2 separate regions of the Sus scrofa genome follow, and region 2 is linked to region 1. Evidence: chromatin contacts called from public HiChIP or PLAC-seq data. All regions are on one chromosome and are shown on one strand. The core of a region is the stretch at or near the end of the contact, and the rest is flanking DNA. Distances in the headings are between cores, read along the strand shown.

Region 1 (2,700 bases), core at 69-2,568:
TGTGCACGTGGGCATTTGCTCACATTTCAGGGATGCCCTCGGAGGGCACCTAAGAAAGTAGAGCAGAGGTTGCCTGGGGGCAGAGGGCTGGGGGGCATGGAAGGCAAGGAGAACATGCAGAATTTTCTTTGGAAAACTATTTAAATCTCTTGGATTTTGAAACACACAGTGTATGTACTCATTCAGAAAATTTAAAACAAAAATCTGTAGCAAACTAGGAAATGGGAGCCACAAATAACACAAGCTGAAAAGCAGGTTTAAGTGAACAGCACGTGCATTCCCAGCCAGGCCCTTCCAGCCACCACCATTGGATGGCATATTTCAAAGCACATCCTGAATACCAGCCCAAGAGCTCCCCTCAGAACTTGACAGGGGGTGGTTCTTAGAGTATGAGAAACTCCAAACTATCAATTAAGTCCAATCTACCTTTCTAGAAGGAGCTTCCAGGGTGGACTCCAGGAAACCCCTTTCTATACAGGCCAGGGTCAGGACAGACCATCTCAGAGATGAGACTGAGGTCAAAAGTCAGAGTGACCTCACCCAGGTCACACATTGGCACAGCTGGGCCCCTCCCCACTATGGAACAGGAGCCCCCGTGTCATACCACAAACCGTTTGGTTAGAGGGCAATCTGATAAATGGTTTCACAGACCCAGCCTGACTTAAAGACAGGGGTAAAGTACTCCAACAGAAGCAGACCCAGGGCTGTTAATCATGTGCTGGAGGCTCCCCAGGCTCCTGAACACCACACTTCTGTCGCAGAAGTCGCTCTGTCTGTCTTTCCACATGGTTTGGAATCAGCCCAGCCCGGGTGGACGGGGCAGGTGCCAGCTGCTATCCTCCCTCCCCTCACGACCCAAGTGAGTTCACCGCATTGTCAGGATGCAAACCCCAAGTTTAAGGCAGGAGAATCAGTGTCCTCTGCCGGGGCCTGGTGAGGAGGTGGGGACTGGGCTCCTGTGCAGGTCTCTGGGAAAGGGCAGGGTGAGCATGGGTTGGGGAAGCGAGTGCAGCCTGAAAGAGCCTCTGGCAAGCTCCATGGGGCTGTGACGTTTTGGGTGGCAGCAGTCACTGGCAGCCATACAGAGAGGTCCACAGAGATTCACACAGCAGCCAGACTGCTCCCTGACACAGACAAGCCCTGGGCCAACCTGGGGCCGCCCACACTACCCCTGCCCCCAAGAAGAGGACTTCAAGGTCAGCTAGGGGCCCTGGGAGAGTGTGATGGTCCCCTTCAAATGCCATTGGCCTGGGTGTGCAGTCAGCCACCCTGCTCTCACCCCAGGCTCTCTGTAGAGCCTGTGGCAACTACTCTGGCCGCACTTCCTCTTCTGTGTCCCCTCCCCCAGCCCTCATTTCCTCACTCCTCTCCCCTCCCCTGGCCTTTTGGGTGGGCCTTGCCATCAGGGACTCAGCCATACTACTGGACCTACTACTCAGACCTCACTCACCTGGAGAAAGGCAGGGGTCAGGATGGACCATCTCAGAGATGGGGACTGAAGTCGAAAGTCCAAGTGACCTCACCCAGGTCACACATCAGCATGGCTAGGTCCCTCCCCACTGTGGACCAAGAATGGCTGTGGCCAGCTGCCCACACTGACCTCAGCCACTAATGTCCCAGGTGAGAGCAGAAGAGGGATATTGCACAGAGGGGGCCTGGAGGCCCAGCAATAGTCCACGGAAACTTCCTTGGTGCCCTGGCTCCCCAGGGAAGGGCCAACATTGTGAGCAAGTAGCCACGTGGCTCTTCCGAGGGACTGAGTGCCCGGTGGTGGCACCCTCCAAACCACAGGGCCCGAGCTCTTCCTCTGGCCCACACCCACACCTGGTCTGCTCCAGGGCCATGAAGCAGGCTGCTTCTCTCAGGGAAAAAAGTCACACGGTCCAAACAGAATAGAGCCAAACAACTGACTCTGAAAAGAGCTGACTTCATAAAGCAAATAAGTTAGGATAAAAATGGGTAAGCCACTTTAGTCCTAAAATGCCTTGGGTTTTTGAGGAAGCTGATACCAAAAAAAAAAAAAAAGTAAGCCACTGACCTACCTTTTCTAGAACAGTTGAAGATGCTGAGGAACTACTCCAGACTCCCAGGAAGGAGCCCAGGAGAACTCCTGGGCCCCTCCTTTAGCAGCCCAGGTCACCAGACCTACCAGTGCCAGGCTAGCCTCGGCCACTTGGGGCAATTTATACCCAGTTTGGTTTGCAAAGAACAGACACTGGAGCAATCAGCTGGAGGCCTTGCCCCACAGCAAACCTGGGTCCTGTTCTGTGCACCCCAGGCTGCACACATGGCGGGGAAGGCCGTCTGCCACCCCCCAATCCCCTCCCTACCTTAAGAGATCCAAGCTGCCCACTCTGATGTGGGGTGGGAGGAAGAAGGCTCTCCGGGGCCTTCAGAATCAGGGACCAAGGCCAGCCCCAGCCCCTCTCTGTCACTGGCCTGGCCAGGGCCTGCCCACCATTTCCCCTAAACTATCCCTTCCTTCTCAGATCCTGCCCAGCCCCACTTTGGCCCAGCCTGGAAGAGGTCTCTAAGAGAGCTGACCCTGAGGACACAGGCCAGGAAGGAAAGCAGGAGCCGCTCTGTAGTCCGCACCCCATGCAGGCCTCTGGAAGCCCCAGAGCTGGAGTGTCCCTTCTTCAAGAGCTCTGCAGGGGACTGATGCCAAGAGAGGGATCATTAGAAGTTGGGGCGAGGAGC
Region 2 (2,773 bases), core at 203-2,702, 120 kb after region 1:
CTTTCTTTTTTCTTTTTTTCTTTTTATGGCCACCTGTGGTATATGTAAGTTCCCAGGCTAGGGTCAAATCAGGGGGTGGAACAGCTGCAACTGCAGGCCTAGGTCGCAGCCATGGCAACACTGGATCTGGCTGCATCTGTAACTATGTCACAGCTTGTGGGCAATGCCAGATCCTTAGTCACTGAGTGAGGCCAGGGGTCTAACCTGAATCCTCACAGAAACATCAGGTCCTTAACCCATTAAGCCACAGGGGAACTCTCAGCAACAACTACTTTCAATAAGAAAGGATTCTATTTTTGAGGGTGCCCTGATGATCTTCAGGATATGAGGGGAAAAGCCAGGAAAATGAGTGGAGTCAAGAGGCTTCTGCAGACCAATGGTGGAAGAAGCAGGCTTGCTCAGCCACAACCACCAGCAGGGGACACTGATGCCACAACTGGATAAGGCCAGGGTGAGGCCAATGCCTCCAGCAGTATCACTGCATACCCTTTTTTAGACTCAGCTCTGATGCTCAGGACCCTGGGATTCTCAGCCCAAATGTCCCTATGCCCATTCCCAGGGCCTGTGCTGCCTCTTCCCCTTGTCTGGGGGTTTCCTTTTTCCTGAAAGGTTTTGCTTCCTCCTAAGGTGTGGCGGGGGGAGGTCAAGTGTGGAGTTTGGCCTGCCAGATGGCTGGCTGACAGAAGGCAGGGGATGGGGGTCAAGTACAAGATGCAGTGGTGGCAGCCTGAGCCCTGGACCCCTTAGGTCTAGAAGGGCTTCACCCTTCACGCATTTCAACATCTCCTCCAGGGCTGGCCTAGGACCCAGAAGAGAGACAAGGGTGAGGTCTCCTGCCTCCATCTTCCTCCCGCTCACCCCGCCTCCTCCCCTGCCCCTCCCCCTCCCTCCTCCATCCCCCTTTCTCCTTCTCTCCCCTCTCAATCCTCTTCCCCTTCTCTCCCTTTCACTTCCTTTCTTAGTCCTCCTCTCCTCCTCCCCTCCGGCCCCCCTTGCTCCTTCTACAGTCTCCAGCCCGCCCCCACCCCTCCTCCTGCCCCTCCCCTCTCCAGTCCCTCTCAATCCTTCTGCCCTGCTTTTTCAACCCCCTCCAACCTGCCGCGTCTCTTTTAACCTCCTCTCTCCTTCCCCTTTCCTCCTCCCCCTTCCCCCCTCCCCCGGCTCCTGCTTCCCCTTCCGCACCCGCTCCTCTCCCCGCGGCAGAGGCGGGGCGGGGCAGTCCGGGCTTCGGCCCCTCCCAGCGGCTCGCACCTGCTCGGCTGCCCCGTTTATTCTCTGCCTGGGGCTCGGCGGGCGGGAGGGAAAGTGGGTCAGCACGGGGCCGTGGCGGCTGCTGATGTCCTTGGAGGGGAGCCCTGGGACTCGTGGTCTCTGCTGGGCGGGAGCAGGAGGAGGCCGCGCCCAATGCCGAGGAGGCGGAGCCGCCGCTGCTCCTTTCCCCGGAGCCCCGAGCTGGGCCAGCGGAGCTGGAAGCTCGGCGTAGCCCGCCTCCCTCCGCGCTGTACAGTCTCTACTGTGACAGGTCCGCGGCGCCCGCACTTCTCCAGACTCCCGCGGTCCGAGGGTCCCCACTCGCGGATGTTGTCCCTGCCACCTCTCCTTGCCCCCTAGCGTCAGCCTCGAGCCTTCGCACCCTGGAGCCTAGCCCTGGAGCGCGCCTTTTCGAGCATCGCTCTCACACCCACAGACCCCAGCACTTCTGCCCAGGTGTGCGGGGGCCCTGGGGAAGACCGCGAGGGAACGGCCCTCTCGACTATCCACTCCGGTCGGTCCTCCTGCCAGTAGCCCTGTAGAGGGTTGCCCAGCTGCTCCCCTCCACCCCAGCAGCTCCCCTCCACCCCAGCAGCCTCGTGAGGCTGCCCCAGGTCCGCCTGCAGACACAGGTCACTGTCCTAGGGCAAGGACTGGTCACGGAGAAGTAAAGGTGACCCGGCCTTCCAGGCATCAGCCCTGGGGGTTTCTCCTGAGCAGTCCCCCACCCTCAGCAAACAGGCAGTGTGTGTGTGTGTGTGTGTGTGTGTGTCGAGTGCTGGCTGCATCCTTGCAAGGCTGCCTTGTCTTATCCTCCCTGTGAACTTCGCCCATGGGACCAGGACTACCATCACCTAACACACGCTGAGCTTTCCCCAATTTGGAGCTCCTCCTGGAGCCTGATTTGTCCTAGTAAGCCCTACACTTTGGTCACCTGGCCCACGTTTCGCCTCAGCCCAGAAGCTTTCCAAATCCTCTCACCTGAACGCTTGTTCCTTCCCTGGTTCTGCTAACACAGTTTGCATCTTTCAGTGACCCTGCCTGGCACTGGCCAGTTTACTGCCTCTGGGAGGCCCACTTCTACAAACGTGGCGCTGGAGCTGAGCTTCTCATCTGGGAAGCAGGAGGCCTGGAGGGGCTCAGGGGTTGCCACAGTCATCCCATAGGCTCCAGGTTTGAGAAGATTTTGCCGTGAGAATCCTGCATTAACAGCATCTCCATTCGTTTCTGCCCTGTATGTATTCACACCAGCCAAAGTCGAGTCTGGGGAGATTCCTCATTAATCTAGACCCAGAGCACAGGATGGGCCCCTCATCTGCAGCCCTGAGGGGTCCATTCTGTGCTCTGGGTTTGGTACATTTGGTACCTCCCAGCCCACCTCTAGGCTATTAGAAGGACTGACATGAGCTCAGGAGCCCTTTCCAAGTCCACTTAGAAGGACACTTGGACACATAGAAGCCTCCCACAGTGAGAGAGGGGAAGGCAGGGAGAAGGCATGGGGAAAAAGGAGAGTCAAGAGAGG

Evidence for each region. HiChIP or PLAC-seq counts read pairs in DNA pulled down with a chosen protein or histone mark.
Region 2: an H3K27ac HiChIP or PLAC-seq map of alveolar macrophages shows a contact between it and region 1. The contact joins two enhancer-like sites. A contact is called at or near these places in 1 of 47 Hi-C or Micro-C datasets (heart right ventricle) and 2 of 2 datasets of contacts at active chromatin or transcription factors (alveolar macrophages and skeletal muscle).

What each region holds. Positions count from the first base shown.
Region 1 is chr1:143,509,248-143,511,947 of Sscrofa11.1, forward strand. All of the region lies in intron 1 of KLF13 (Kruppel like factor 13), which reads right to left. The region is part of intron 2 of LOC102164789 (a long non-coding RNA gene); the gene reads left to right. Among named protein-coding and RNA genes, the nearest start is that of KLF13, 30 kb to the right of the region's middle. Within about 2 kb of position 1,319, at least 26 of the 83 cell types and tissues checked have an H3K27ac peak or open chromatin away from gene starts, as enhancers often do. A contact at or near this core is called in alveolar macrophages, where this site is marked.
Region 2 is chr1:143,632,884-143,635,656 of Sscrofa11.1, forward strand. No RefSeq gene overlaps it. Among named protein-coding and RNA genes, the nearest start is that of TRPM1, 84 kb to the right of the region's middle. Within about 2 kb of position 1,453, at least 72 of the 83 cell types and tissues checked have an H3K27ac peak or open chromatin away from gene starts, as enhancers often do. A contact at or near this core is called in alveolar macrophages, where this site is marked.